5 separate regions of the Mus musculus genome follow, and regions 1, 2, 3 and 4 are each linked to region 5. Evidence: chromatin contacts called from public promoter capture Hi-C data. All regions are on one chromosome and are shown on one strand. Each heading gives the region's core, a stretch centred on a gene start, on an enhancer-like site or on the middle of the called end of the contact. The rest is flanking DNA. Distances are from core to core; before and after follow the strand shown.

The links. Promoter capture Hi-C pulls out the DNA fragments that hold promoters and counts their contacts. Capture Hi-C pulls out chosen DNA fragments and counts their contacts.
Region 1: a contact with region 5 is called in a promoter capture Hi-C map of hippocampal neurons, with 4 times the contacts expected there. The contact joins the promoter of Kifc5b here to the promoter of Decr2 in region 5. A contact is called at or near these places in 2 of 39 promoter capture datasets (hippocampal neurons and liver).
Region 2: a contact with region 5 is called in a promoter capture Hi-C map of liver, with 3 times the contacts expected there. The contact joins the promoter of Cuta here to the promoter of Decr2 in region 5. A contact is called at or near these places in 1 of 39 promoter capture datasets (liver), 1 of 115 datasets of contacts at active chromatin or transcription factors (memory CD8 T cells) and 1 of 9 other capture datasets (adipose tissue).
Region 3: a promoter capture Hi-C map of adipose tissue shows a contact between it and region 5, with 2.6 times the contacts expected there. The contact joins the promoter of Bnip1 here to the promoter of Decr2 in region 5. A contact is called at or near these places in 2 of 39 promoter capture datasets (hematopoietic stem and progenitor cells and liver), 1 of 15 datasets of contacts at CTCF or cohesin (the NIH/3T3 cell line) and 3 of 9 other capture datasets (adipose tissue, liver and macrophages).
Region 4: a contact with region 5 is called in a promoter capture Hi-C map of liver, with 2.5 times the contacts expected there. The contact joins the enhancer-like site here to the promoter of Decr2 in region 5. A contact is called at or near these places in 3 of 39 promoter capture datasets (the SN4741 cell line and liver) and 1 of 115 datasets of contacts at active chromatin or transcription factors (pancreatic cancer cells).

What each region holds. Positions count from the first base shown.
Region 1 is chr17:26,915,735-26,918,434 of GRCm38.p6, forward strand. Kifc5b (kinesin family member C5B) reads left to right here and starts at 1,357. Exons shown (of 11, transcript NM_053173.2): 1 at 1,357-1,551. The coding sequence starts at 1,534.
Region 2 is chr17:26,938,202-26,940,901 of GRCm38.p6, forward strand. It overlaps Cuta (cutA divalent cation tolerance homolog), which reads right to left and starts at 1,337. Exons shown (of 7, transcript NM_026307.3): 1 at 1,250-1,337; 2 at 1,116-1,167; 3 at 683-891; 4 at 526-585; 5 at 371-416; 6 at 217-266. The coding sequence starts at 1,157.
Region 3 is chr17:26,779,724-26,782,423 of GRCm38.p6, forward strand. Bnip1 (BCL2/adenovirus E1B interacting protein 1) reads left to right here and starts at 1,356. Exons shown (of 6, transcript NM_172149.5): 1 at 1,356-1,453. The coding sequence starts at 1,370.
Region 4 is chr17:25,280,874-25,283,573 of GRCm38.p6, forward strand. No RefSeq gene overlaps it. Among named protein-coding and RNA genes, the nearest start is that of Gm17801, 8.1 kb to the left of the region's middle. Within about 2 kb of position 1,373, at least 63 of the 459 cell types and tissues checked have an H3K27ac peak or open chromatin away from gene starts, as enhancers often do. A contact at or near this core is called in liver, where this site is marked.
Region 5 is chr17:26,088,805-26,091,504 of GRCm38.p6, forward strand. Decr2 (2-4-dienoyl-Coenzyme A reductase 2, peroxisomal) reads right to left here and starts at 1,360. Exons shown (of 9, transcript NM_011933.2): 1 at 1,160-1,360; 2 at 125-193. The coding sequence starts at 1,239.

The DNA.
Region 1 (2,700 bases), core at 107-2,606, 830 kb after region 5:
CAGTAGAAGACAAACTCATATTCTATCACACAATAAAACTTTTGCTTTTTTTCTAGAAAGTCACTAGGGAAATACTGTCTAGTTTAAAATTATAACCAGTTTGTAAAATTATAACCAGAAATTTTTTAGTGTTCCCTCATTAACATTTGTAGACTTGGAAACATCTCAAGTAAGAGGGCTGTAGATTTACAACTTGGTGTCAAGAAACATACTGTTTATTTACCCAGTTATGTATGTATGTGTGTATGTATGTATGTATGTATGTATGTATGTATGTATGTATGCAGGTATGCATGTGTGTATTTCTTTATTTAAGACAGGGATTCTCTACAAAGCCCTGGCTGCCCTGGAATTTACTTTGTAGACCCGGTTGGCCTTGAACTCAAGAGATCTGTCTGCCTCTGCATTCTGAGTACTGGGAACTGGGATTAAAGGTGTGTGCCACCAAGCCTGGCTTATAGTTTTGTTTTGATTTTTTAATCTAAAAGATTGTTTATTGACCTGGGCATGGTGGCACAGGGTAGCCCTGGCATCTCTAAGTTCAAGGCCAGCCTGTTCTACAAATAGAATTCCAAGACAATCAGGGCTACACAGAGAAACCCAATCTCGAAAAAACAAAATAAATATATAATTTATGTTATTTATATATATTATATATGCTTATATATAATAGGTATTATTGAGTATATATTATGTATATGTGTAAAGATATGTTTATGTATATAATACATATTGTTTATGTATAATATATATTATTGGAGGCAGGAGGGGCACAGAAAACTTTGTGGCGAATTAGTTCTCACCTTCCACATTATATGAGTTTCAGGGATAACCAGTTTGCTATCCTCCCGGACCTGCTCTAGACTTATGACTTTATTACATCTCCAGATATGGGCTCCAATTTTTCTTTTACTTTTTTTCTTTTTTGAGGACAGGTCAGCGCCATCAACCAGCTCCCACTTTTCGGACCTGAGAAAGCGGACCAAGAGCAACCTCGGTTTAACAGTCTCCAGTCTACAGGTTTGTCGAGGAGGTGTGCAGGTTCAGCAGCAGCCGCTAGGTGGCGCTCGCTCCGCCCCGACACCGCTCAGGCACCTTTGCACATGCGTATTGCCTCCCCCACGCCACTCCTCCACACACGCGCACTTCTGACGCAACCAGAGGCCTAGCTCCGCGCTCCGGAGGGGGAGAGGGAGAAATAAGGAAGAGCGGATCCGGAAGTAGGATCCAAGGGGTCTAGTTCTCTTGCTCCGGCGGACTAGAAGAGTCGCGACTCAGGGGGCGTGGCCCCGGAGGCGGAGGGCGCCGTGATTGGCTCGCGACCGCAGCGCCGGCGCGGATTGGCCTCTGCGGATTGAAGTGCGTTGACTGCGCGGAGGTTGAAATTCAAAAGTGACTGGTGTGGCGGATTGGCTTGGCCGATTGGCCTGGCGAATTGGCCTGGCTCCGACGTTTTGCGGCGCGAGCCCTTGAGAGGACGCGGGTCTCGTCACCCTGCCTGCTGCCTTTGCATCCCTTCCTGTGCGGACCACCATGGACGTGCAGGCGCAGGTGAGTGCGGCGGTGACGGCCTGGCGCCAATAGCGGAGGACGCAGGCCGGCCGCCCGGAGACCCGAGTCCCGGGGACAGGTCGGGGCAAGCCGTCCTGCAGGGGAGGGTCGCACCGCCTCGCGCCCAGGACACCAGCGGCCGAGTCAGTGAGGGCACACACACACACACACACACACACACACACACACACACACACACGGCGAGGTCCCAGGACAGTCGCTGCGACGTTGGTCCGCCATTCCAGTCGTGCAGGCGCTACCATCCCGTGTCCCTTATCCCCCTCCAGCATTTCCCATTTCGAATTCTCAAGCGGATTCGACATGTTTGTGCTTCTCAGTTCTTGCAGATCGCCTTGTGGGAGAAGCGAGGGTTCTGAGAGAAGCCTTGTCGCTTGTCCGCAAAGTACATTTCTTGCTGATATCCTGTTGTGTTGCTGCTGGATCGAGATAGAGGAAGGGGAGAGGAGAAATGGGGGCATCGGCCCAGAGGATCCTTATTCCCTCGCCTGCCTCTTCCTTTTGCTCATTTGGACTGCTGACTAGTTTATGGGGGTGCCCTTCTCCACCACAAGCATCTGAGGCGTATGTGTGTGGTAATTAATGGACTGATCTCTCTGGTGTCAGGAAAGACCGGCCTGCATTCTTTGTTTACCAGCATTTCAGTCTAGACTGACTCACAGTCGGTGTTCAGCTTGAAGAGACTTTCTGGTATACTCACAGCCAAAAGGGAGAGCACTGCACTGTGACAGGTGACAGTTAAAAAGTAAAATAGTTTTTCTCAGATTTGTTCCTGCAGTATTTGCCAAGCATCTTCTGGCCCTGCACAGCTGTACTTATGTAGGAGACAGGAGTCCTAGCTACCAGTGAGCTGACAGTCCCTGGGGAGACAGACATAATACAATTTGTATCTCTATTGGGAGGGAGTGAAGGACTGTAAAGGTTCAAGCAGATGGAAGGGGAAGAAGAAAGCTAGGAGGAGCAACATTAAGGTACGAGTTAAAACTGGAAGGAAGAGGTCTGTGGTGCAGTGCTAGGGAGCATCCAAGAAACACACCTGGGTCTATAATCCCCTGAACCAAAAGCAACAAACCATCCTGAGGTCCGTTGTGCACCTGAGGTCACCTGTGAGGAGGCTCAGACCAGAGCTTG
Region 2 (2,700 bases), core at 87-2,586, 850 kb after region 5:
TTGGACACCCAAAGATACACCCCCTAAGACACCAGCCCTGGACTCCCCAGTAAGTTCCACCACACAGTGTCCACCTCAGCGCTTGGGGGAGGGGAGGCGGGGAGCGGGGTTTCTTCTCACTCAGTGGCAGAGTGTTTGCCTGAAATACTCAAGGCCCTGCCTGGTTCATCCCCCAGCCCCACCACCACCACCAAAAGAAAATCTCAAAGTTCTTACCGAACAAACTCTGTCAGAGCAGGGACCAGGGAGCTTTGGGTTTTAATCATCTAAAGGGCAAAGACAGACATAGTTCAACCAACGGGGTAGAGAACTGGTGTCAGGAGAGGGCCAGAGTTGTCAAAGGAGCCAGGCAGGGGGGGAATTTTCTCACCATCAGCACCTCACTATCTTCCTCGATCTTTCCTTTCCATTCATAGCTGAAGAGGTCAGAGAAAGAAGGGAACAAAGTCTTGGGAAAGGAAGATTTCTCCCAGAAAAAGCTCTCAGCCCCTCCGGGTAGATTTCCGTTTCTAACTGACAACTCACATGGATGTGATCTGCGGGATGAGGTTGACGCAGGCTGCCAGACGCTTCTCTACCACTGCCCTGAGGGTGAAGCGAGATCAGAGTGTGCACGACCCGGAAACAGCACCCTTCCCCTAACCCCAACGCTCTCTCTAGGTCATCTGGCCGAGGTCCCCACCTGGCGATCTCCTTGGCGACTTTTTCGTTGGGACAAGTGACAAAGGCTGCAGAGACTGATCCTGGAACGTAGCCGGAGCCCGAGGCCGGAGGGGGCTGGGACGGAGGGCTTCCAGAAGCCATTGACAGCAGAGCTCGGGGTAGCAACAGAAGGCGGGAAGCCACCGGCAGTAGCGCTGGCATCCAAAGAAACGACAGGAGCAGAGTGGCCTGGAGCAGGGGGGAGGGCGGATTCAGTGTCCCCACAACTGCCCCAGGAAATTGCACCTGGGCTGCCTTCTGGGGCAGACACCAAGCCTCTGCGCTGCCTTTTCTGCACCAGGAAGAAAAAAAAAAATGTCCCTGAAACTTAAAAGAAACTTGGGACAGCTCCTCTGTTCCGCTGCAGAAGCTGGGTGAGACTTCGAGACCGGAAAAGGCGGGGCCAGACTCACCCCTCCGCCGAGCAAGACGCCGGGCGCCCGCCCCCAGTTCATGCAGCCCGCGCTGGTAGAGAAAAGAAGAAATCAATGGCCGCTCATTGCACGGACGAAGGACCCCGAGCCCCGGCGGAGCGGCCGCCTCTTACCTGCAGTAGCCACGTGACGCGAAAACAGTGTGCACCACGTGACAGGAGCAGCCCTGCCTTCCCGGAGTCTCCAGACCTGGCCAATCCCGGCCCTCAAGTGGCCCGGTAGCCCCGCCCTCTTAAGTGGGCGTGGCGTCGAGCCCTCCGACCAATCGGCAGCTTTATCTGAGGTCGTGCGCCCCAGCGGCCCGCCCATTTCCGTGAATCCTCAACCGGTTGCTGGCAGGGGAACGCCGCTGCGGCGACCCGCCGTCACGTGATGAGGCCTGTCCTTTCAGGCGGCGCCGCCTCAGGAGCAGCGAGCGGAGGCCAATTGCTGGCCGGCCTCGCGGTCCACGTGACGTGAGACCTGGCGACCCGCGCTGTCGCTGCGTCAGGCTGGGGCCGGGGAGTTGTCCTGAGCTCCGGAGTGTGCCTAGTAACAGCCCCCCTCCCTCCCCGCGCTGACAGGCAGCCTTGGGTGGGGACAGTTCCCCCCACCCCCCGCCACCGCCCTTGCGTTAGCACCGAGCTGAGAAGCCAGCTGTCCCTGGGTAGGGGGCAGTGATCAGGCAGGCTCAGACCTGGCACTGCCGTGGCTGGGAGAGGAAAGACACCTTTTCAAAGCACTGGGTGACACCTGTAAATGGGCTAGTGGGTGATGGAAGATACCCAGAGCCCAAAGCTTCGGACAGAGGCTGACAAATGAGTGGAGAGGAGAAATGAGAGTTGCAAGTTAGAGTTCAGAGTGTGACCCTGTTCTTTCCCCCTTGCTGACTCTTCTCCCCAGGACTGGCCCACCTCTCGGTCTTGGGTCTCCTTACCTTCATCCATTCCCCCAAGGAACCAGGACCTGCCCTACATAACCTCCCTGGAGCCTAAACACATCCAGTGACCCAAAAATGGAGAGGGGACCAGTGAGAGGACAGAGAAGAGGGTGGAGACAGCAGGAAAAAGGGCCCTGCCGCCCAAATATTAGCCCTCCCTCCAAGGTCTGGGGTCCTTGGCATGGGTGGCTCCTGTTAGGCTTCTGCATTTTCTTGAGTTGGGGGGGGGGTTCTCAGAGATCCTTGTGTGTGTAGGTGAGGGGTTGGGGGTCCAATATTTGGGTCCTGTGGGGGTGGGGGTCCAATATTTGGGCCCTTCCTAGGGTCTGGGTTACCTGGGGAGTTGTTTCAGGAAATTGAACCTCGCAATCGGTCACTAACTCACATCTTTCAGATGTAATGTATTTTAGATCTCTATGTGGTCATCTTCATCTTTGGGTCAGCCGAATGTCTCCTCCTTCATCCCCAAGTTTGCAGTTTCTTTGAGATACGAATGTGGGGTTTCTTACCTCTAGCTAGATTCTAAAATTTAATTCTGGCCTGGGGCACTTTCTAATATTGGCTTCATCTTTTTCTTTGGGTCTAGGTCTCTGTTTTGGGTCTCCCAAACTACAAGTCCAGGGTTCGAATAAGATTAACATGGGT
Region 3 (2,700 bases), core at 106-2,605, 690 kb after region 5:
TCATATGCTACCACACCCAGATAAAAAGGATATAGGAAAGCTTGTGTGGAGCTAAAATGCATGTCTAGTAGCTGCGGTGTTAATCAGTGCCTGTAATTCCAGCAGTTCTAGGTCATCCTTGGCTACATAGGTAGCTGGGAACCAGCTTGGGCTCTGTGAGACCCTGCCTCAGAAAAGCAAAGAAAATACTTAGGGCCTTTCACCTGTCCCGTGTGTTCTGTCATCGTCCTCCACCCCCTCTTCCTTCCACTTCTATAGCCTAACAAATCAAGTGCAGCTGCTGGGCAGAAGCATTTCATAGAAAATGGCCGCACGTAGGGAAGTAACTCCCAGAGTGTTTCTTAACAGTACATGTATAGCAACTAGTGAGCACTGAGTTCAATGCTACATTATCAACACCTCATTCCATCCTCTAGGTGACCTAACTTAGGAGTGATGCTACTGAGGAAACTGATTACAAGCCTGGAATCCAGGCCTTTGATACTTGCAGCCAGCTACTGAGCACCTTTTAGGAAGTGGGTGGTACAGGGTGCTTTGGGACAGGTAGGCGTGGAGACTGGGGGCTGTGTGTGCAGTTTGAGAAAAACATTTTAAAAAGAGGGAACCCATATCCAAGACGACAGAGCCTGGAGAATCCCGGAGGGTGGGGGAAAAGTGTCCAGTGGTGTTGAGGGCTTAAGAAATAATAATTTTAAAAAACACTACCCTTCTTTGAGGTTTGCACTGACATTGTTTCTATCACACCACACAGTCAGAACTACTCCTATGAGATACTTGGAATCCAATTCTACACAAAGGGCAGGACCAGAGCCATAGAAATGTGTAAGGACAACAATGCAGGATCATGGTTGTACTAATGGAGGTGCCCCAGTGACCTGTATTTAAGTCTGCACCTTTACAAGTTTTGTGTCTTCCTCCATAATGCATACCTACTGTATACATTTTGCTTTAAATTTTAAAGAAAAAAAATGTAACTTTGGTGACATCCGAATTGATCCTTTTTTTTTTTCCATCCAAAAGGTCACTAGAATAGCGGGTTGTTGTTGTATCTCTAGTACTGGGAACAAACCTGAAGGCCATGTGGCATGCCAGCCTATCATCACCTGAGTTGTATTTTCCCCTCCCCCCCACCCCAACTCTAATGGTTCTTCATAATCACATTCCACTTTTCCGTTTAGTAGGAGCAGACCAGAGAAGCTGTGCGTGTTCTACGTGACAAGAAAAGTTTCAGGTCTGGACTCTTGACCTGGTTTGATCCACACGGGGTCTCCCGCAGCATCACATTTGAAGAAGTACGGAAAGGCGGGCAGGAGCCACGTGAACGCGTTCAAGCTTGGCTGCTGCCGCTCGCCGTAGCCGCATTTCCAACATGGCGGCTCCCCAGGATGTCCACGTCCGGATCTGTAACCAAGAGATTGTCAAATTCGACCTAGAGGTGAAGGCGCTTATCCAGGTACAAATTCTTAGGCTCCTGTCCGGCTCTCGATGGCCGCCTTGACATCTTCCAGAATATTCGCGCCTGGTCCGGTTCCAGGATGGCTCCTAAGGCACCATTCGGTCGGTTCCCCGAGATCACTGACCTTCAGGCTTTTCTTTTGTGAACTGTTGGTTTGCCCACCCCTGAGTTACCCTAACACGCCGCTCCCTTTCCTTGGACTGCAGCCGTGCTGGGCTAGCCCGCCCACCCGCATTCTCGGCTGTAGCCCCGCCCCACCCCTCGCCCTGCTCGCCTCCCACGCCCACTTCCCTAAGTTAGGGACCCTGAGGCACCCAAAGCCACCTGGCCCGACAGTCCCTGCCCGAAGCTAACTAAGTTAACCTGGGACGTGGTTGTAATTTTTTGAACAAAGAATTCAAATATTGTGCAAGATCCTGGGTCAGAAGGCAGGCAGTGCCAGTATTAGGACCTGGATGGGGAAAGCCAGCCTAGGAAAATCATTTTAGAGCTTCCCTACCCGGAAACAGACTGGAAAATGAGGCGCTTATCTGGAAGCAGGTCTTAAGTAGGAGACAGTAGTGCAGGAACACAAGCAAGAACAGGGAATGTAGAAATGGCTCCAGAGTTTGGCAAAAAGAACCCAACCGGCTCAGAATACAAGCTGTGACAGCAAATAAGGAAAGGGTAGGGGTGTGACTCCGCTGGTGAGGACTTTGCCCAGCACTGGGTTCGCCATCCCCAGTGCTGCATAAATGGGCTGTGCCTAGCTGTTGGGGTAAGCTTGGCTTTACTAGCCCCTATAAAAAGGAGCATGGAGAGTAGTGCTCTCTGGTAAGCCAGATGTACACTCTGCCACATTAGCAGTTTATCCTGTGCTGTGAGGAAGTGTTGATTTTGTGAGTAAGCTAGAGAACAGGTAAAGAAACGCCGCAAACTTTACTCCTGAGATGTGCAAACAAAAAAAATGGGCCAATTCTAGAAAAATAAACAAGATTTATACAAGTGAGATTACCAGAGGCTGGGGGTAAATTTAGCTCAGAGTAGAGTTAAAGTTTAGCCATGTGCAAGGCTCTAGTTTCAGTCCTCAGAATGCACATGTAAATACATATACATACATAACACAGAGTTGCTAGGGTAGTGGCTCTAGCACTTGGGAGGCATAAGCAGGACCATCATGCATTTGAGGCCAGCCTGTACTACATAGAGTCTTCAAAAAAACAAAACAAAAAAACCCTTATATCCAAAATTTGAAAAGTTGGGTT
Region 4 (2,700 bases), core at 123-2,622, 810 kb before region 5:
GGCTGAAGATGGGTGCCCCAGCCCCACCATCACAGAGCAAGCTTGGGTTCCTGTCCAAGCAGCCAGCGGTCTCCATCATTTCTACAGTTTTGGAAGCTGCTTGCTCTGCATTTCCTGTACTTGGGCAATGTTTTCTTTCTCAGGTCTCTGATGGGGCTGAAGACTAGTTACTTAGAGTCTCACAATTAACCTGAAGTTGATTAGGATTTAAGAAAATATTTTCAGGTGTAAAAAGATTTTTTTTTTTTTGGTTTGTAATATAAGAAATGATAAAAAGCAATTTAGGAGGTGGGGCAGTGGTGGCACATGCCTGTAATCCCAGCACTTGGGAGGCAGAGGCAGGTGGATTTCTGAGTCCGAGGCCAGCCTGTTCTACAGAGTGAGTTCCAGGACAGCCAGGACCGCACAGAGAAACCCTGTCTCTGAAAATAACAACAACAACAACAACAACAACAAAAAGAAGCAATTTAGGTTCTGAACTCGGGGCTTGCCAGGGTTGGATAGGGAGTGGCGTACTTTCTCCAAGGCTACCAATACAGATGGACTAGACAATGGGAACGTAATTCTTACCTGATAGTTCTCATAATTGGTTTTTTTTTTGTTTGTTTTGTTTTGTTTTGTTTTTTTTTTTTTAGAAGAACAGGTATCATATCTTTCTCTTATATGAATTTCCTGGATTTTTTTTTCCATTTTTTATTAGGTATTTCGCTCATTTACATTTGCAATGCTATACCAAAAGTCCCCCATAGCCACCCACCCCCTCTCCCCTACCCACCCACTCCCCTTTTATGGCCCTGGCGTTCCCCTGTACTGGGGCATATAAAGTTTGCGTGTCCAATGGGCCTCTCTTTCCAGTGATGGCCGACTAGGCCATCTTTTGATGCATATGCAGCTAGAGTCAAGAGCTCCGGGGTACTGGTTAGTTCATAATGTTGTTCCACCTATAGGGTTGCAGATCCCTTTAGCTTCTTTGGTACTTTCTCTAGCTCCGTTTGTTTTGTTTTTTTGTTTTTTTTTTTTTATTCTTTGAGACAAGATTTCTCTGTATAGCCCTGGTTGTCCTGGAACTCACTCTATAGACCAGGCTGGCCTTGAACTCAGAAATCCGCCTGCCTCTGCCTCCCGAGTGCTGGGATTAAAGGCGTGCGCCACCACTGCCCCGCTCTCATAATTGTTCTTATTGTATATAGCTTATTGCTGTTAGAGAAAATCCTTTTATTGGACTAAAAGGGGGAGATGTTGGGATTTCCTTTTTGTGCACCGTGTAAAGGGTGTCTATTATTTAAGTGCCAGTTGCTGTACTGGCAGAGAGCTGGGCACAGGCTGGACTTTGGTACTGTTATCTGTATTGGATCATCACCCGCTTTAGCAGTTTGTAAACAGTCACTCCCCTTGCCTTCTGATTGGTTTAATAAAGATCTGGTGTCAGTAGGTGGGCAGGAGAGGAAAGGCGGGACTTCCGGTCGAGATAGGAACTCTGAGGAAGAATTGAGAGGCGGGAGATTCGCCAGCCAGCCAGGCATGGAGGAAATCGTACATACCAGGGCTGAGTGAGAGGTAGCAGGCCTCGAGGCACACACGGACTAAAATAAACGGGTTGATTAGGTTATATGAGCTAGTTGGGAAATAGTCTAAGTCATAGTGCCTAAGCTTTCATAAATAATAAAAGTCCGTGTCATTCAGGAGCTGGTGGGTCAGAGACACTCTGGTGATCAAGGTTACCATCCAGAGCATCTGAAGAACTACAACTCAACAGCAACACCTTTTCTAGCCCAGATCTGGATGTCTTTTGCTTCCTCCTCACACTGAAGCTATACCACTGACTCCAGGGTCTGTCAGCCTCGGCCGAGCAAGGAAGGTAGCCCTTCCTTTCTCTCTGTAATAGCCAGCCTTGGTTGGTTGTCAACGTGATTTAGAATTACCTAAAAGCCAAGCAGCTGGGCTCGCCTGAGAGAGATTTATCTTGACTGGATTTGGGACGACTAAGATATTGTTCTGTTACTGTGAGAACCTGGGGCTGGAGAGATGTCTCAGTAGTTAAGGTCACTGGCTGCTCTTCCAGAGGCTCTAAGTTCAATTTCCAGCAAATACATGGTGGCTCACAACCATTTACCCTGGGATCTGATGTCCCCTTCTAGTATGCAGGCATGCATGCACACAGAGCACTCGTACATAATAAGCAAAAAACAAAAAAACAAAAAAAACCCAAAAACCCACCATGACCAAGGCAACTTATAAAAGGAACCAATTAGGGGCTTCCGTACAGTATCTGGAAGCTTATAACCTCATGCACAGGCAACAGGCAGAGAGAGAGAGAGAGAGAGAGAGAGAGAATCTTGGCCTGGCCTTGGTCTTGGCGCCAACAAGGCCACACCACCTAACCCTTCTAAAACCATGGGGATAAGACATTCAAATATATGTGTTTATGGAAGACATTCTCATGCAAACCACTATAAAGACCATCCTAAACCTGGAGCATTCGAGGTGGGAAGAGCCACCCTAAATATGAGCCACATCTGATGGCAGCCCACATAAAAAGACATGGAAGAAGGAAGCTTTTGCTTTTTGCCTGCTTGCACTCACTCTTGTTGGCATATTCATCTACCCCGCAGCTGAGGCGTTACTTCCCTGCTATTAGAATCCATTTCTTCAGGATTCTATCAGAAACTGAAGACCCCCAGAGACAGCTCAACAAACAAG
Region 5 (2,700 bases), core at 110-2,609:
CTAATTCTAGGAGACCACAAAGGTCCTGACCTCTCCCCAAGACAGCATTCAACCACTCCCCCAAATCCACCAAGATCCAGACAAAGGGACGTAAGGTGGCAGGAAGGGTTCCGGTAGTGTGTACCTCATGAAAATCTCTGCGATCCGGAAGCCAATCCCAGAACCACCACCTGTGATAAAGGCCACTTTGTCCCTTCAAAAACAAGAAAATGTAGTCATTTTTAAATATTTATTTGTTTTACCAGTATGAGTGTTTTGCCTGTGTGCCTACAGAGAGTTGAGTCCTCGTGTGGATGCTGGGAACCAATGCTGGGTCTCCTGCAAGAACAGTAAGTGCTCTGAACTTATTCAGCCATCTCTCTAGTCCCTAAACTCTTCTTTGAAAACCATGTTTTAGCTTGATGGGGGATGCATGCCTGTAATTCCAGCCTGTGAGAAGTGGAGACAGGGGGACCAAGAATTAAAAGCCAGCCTGGTCTACAGAGAGAGTTCTAGGACAGCCAGGGCTTCACAGAGAAACCTCATCTCGAAGAGCTTTAGATAGATAGATCTCTGTTAACTCAAGCTCAAATAGATAAGCGGCCCGTGGAGAACTTTCACTCCATGAACTTCTACCCAGTTTCGCTATGAAGGAAAACATGCTCCTGCTAAACAGGTACTCAATGAATTTGCAAGACATAAATCCCCAGCCATAAAACTGCAATCTTTAAAGTCGGTTATTTTTAGGCTCCCTAGAAGTTCGGAGGTGAAGGAGTTTATTTAGCCTAAAATTTTCTGCGTAGTAAGTTACCAAGAGAGACTTGTTTTCAAAAGTGAGCAAGCGCCGGGCGTGGTGTCGCACGCCTTTAATTCCAGCACTCGGGAGGCAGAGGCAGGCGGATTTCTGAGTTCGAGGCTAGCCTGGTCTACAAAGTGACTTCCAGGACAGCCAAGGCTATACAGAGAAACCCTGTCTCTAAAACAAAACAAAACAAAGTGAGCAGCTTCCACCCTCAGTCCCTCATCCCATTCTTCCAGAACCCCAAGAAACTTCAGGTCTACGATTGCCCAGGAACGGAGTACTGAGCATCTGTCCTCTGTGATGTCACATCCAGTGGCAGATTCGTTAAACCCTGTGCCCCAAGTCTGGATCGCCCCCTGGTTCCCTGCTTTAGCTCACTGGAGAAGATCCGGGCAGAAGAGATGGTGGTATTCAGGAAGACAGTCATCCCCCTCAACGTCGGGCGGCGGCTGGGCCATGATTGCTGCGTGTCCGGGATGGCAAGGACAGTGGAACCAGGAACCAGATCTACCTTTCCAACGCAAAACGCAGCGTTCTGCAGGTTGCTCGCTCCGCCCAGAAAGATCCAGGACCAAAGTTCTGCCCCCACATCAAGCCGCCCATCAGACGGGGGTGGGACAGGGGCGCCCCACCCCAAAAAGGTGCCTGGGCCCTTCAAGCCTTCCTATCACAGACCCTCCCGCAACTCCCAGCCTCCAGCCCTTCCCACTCGACCAGGCGGACACCCCGCCCTCGGTGGCGCGCAGCCTGCTGGGACTGAGAATGGGAGGAGGCACTGATACAGAGGCCCAGAGACGCTCCAGCCAGTTAAATGCCCGGTTCCTTTCCCAGTTGGTGTCTGTGCAGCCACTTAGTCCATATACCCAAGCTGGCCGGGCTGCGTGCTATCAGCTGTGGAAGTCGGAACTCCAGATGAACACCGCTCTTGGACACTACCTCCCAGTGCAGAGAATCTGGAGCTTGCAAACCCAATAGCTCCCTCTCGTGGCTAACCCGGGTGGAAAGTCCAGAGTGAACCTCTTGCTGGCTGGCAAGAATCACTGCACTGAAACTCAGAGAACCAAGAACTGGGTTCCATTGTCTAGATGTCAAAGAGTGAAATGACTTATCAAATTAGCCACAGAAGCTGTCATGATGTACCTGCAACTGAATCAGTGACTCTGGGATCCGGGGTGAGATGTGACTTACATGTGTCAATGTGAACATAAATGGACATCAGGCCGTGGTGGTCATCATGGACAGCATCAGGTCGGGAGTGGAGGATACTCTTTTGTGCCTGGGTTGCATTGAGGGAGAGATGAGAGTAGCCCTTGGAGTGTTAGGCTCTGCTGTTCCAACTTCAGGAGACCTGATACACAATACCCACAAAGACTGGTGTGTACTCCTACTGAAGGCTCGCTCACTGGGCCTTGAAGAAGCCTCAGGTCCGGTCTATTCTTTACTGCCATCCTCAGACAAATCAGATGGGCAGGAGCTATACCAGCGCCCGCAAAAGAACCCCAATTGGATTCTCAATTTCATGGGCCCTGGATTCTTGCTTGGTTCTTGCATTTACCCAAAGTCGAGGGATCCTTCCTTTCTTTACTCAAAGCTCTAAGCTTCAGGCCTAATGTTTTATACCATGCATAAAAACACTCATTAAAGTGCTTGAGTAAAGCAATTTCCTCCACATTTGTCATGACTATGGGACATCATGGTGCATCATTGCTCTGGTGACCTATAGCTTGGCCCTGTAGTCGTGCCAATGAAATAAGTAGAATACGGTGGTAGCTGGGACTAGGGGAGTAGTAATCCAGGATCGGCATTATACACTGGCCTTAACTCCTCACCTAGGACTTTCTACTCCCCTGTAGGAGGTAGGTAAACTGAAAGCAGGATCCCATCAGGCTTGCTGTCACTGCCCATGCTGGGGGCAGGGG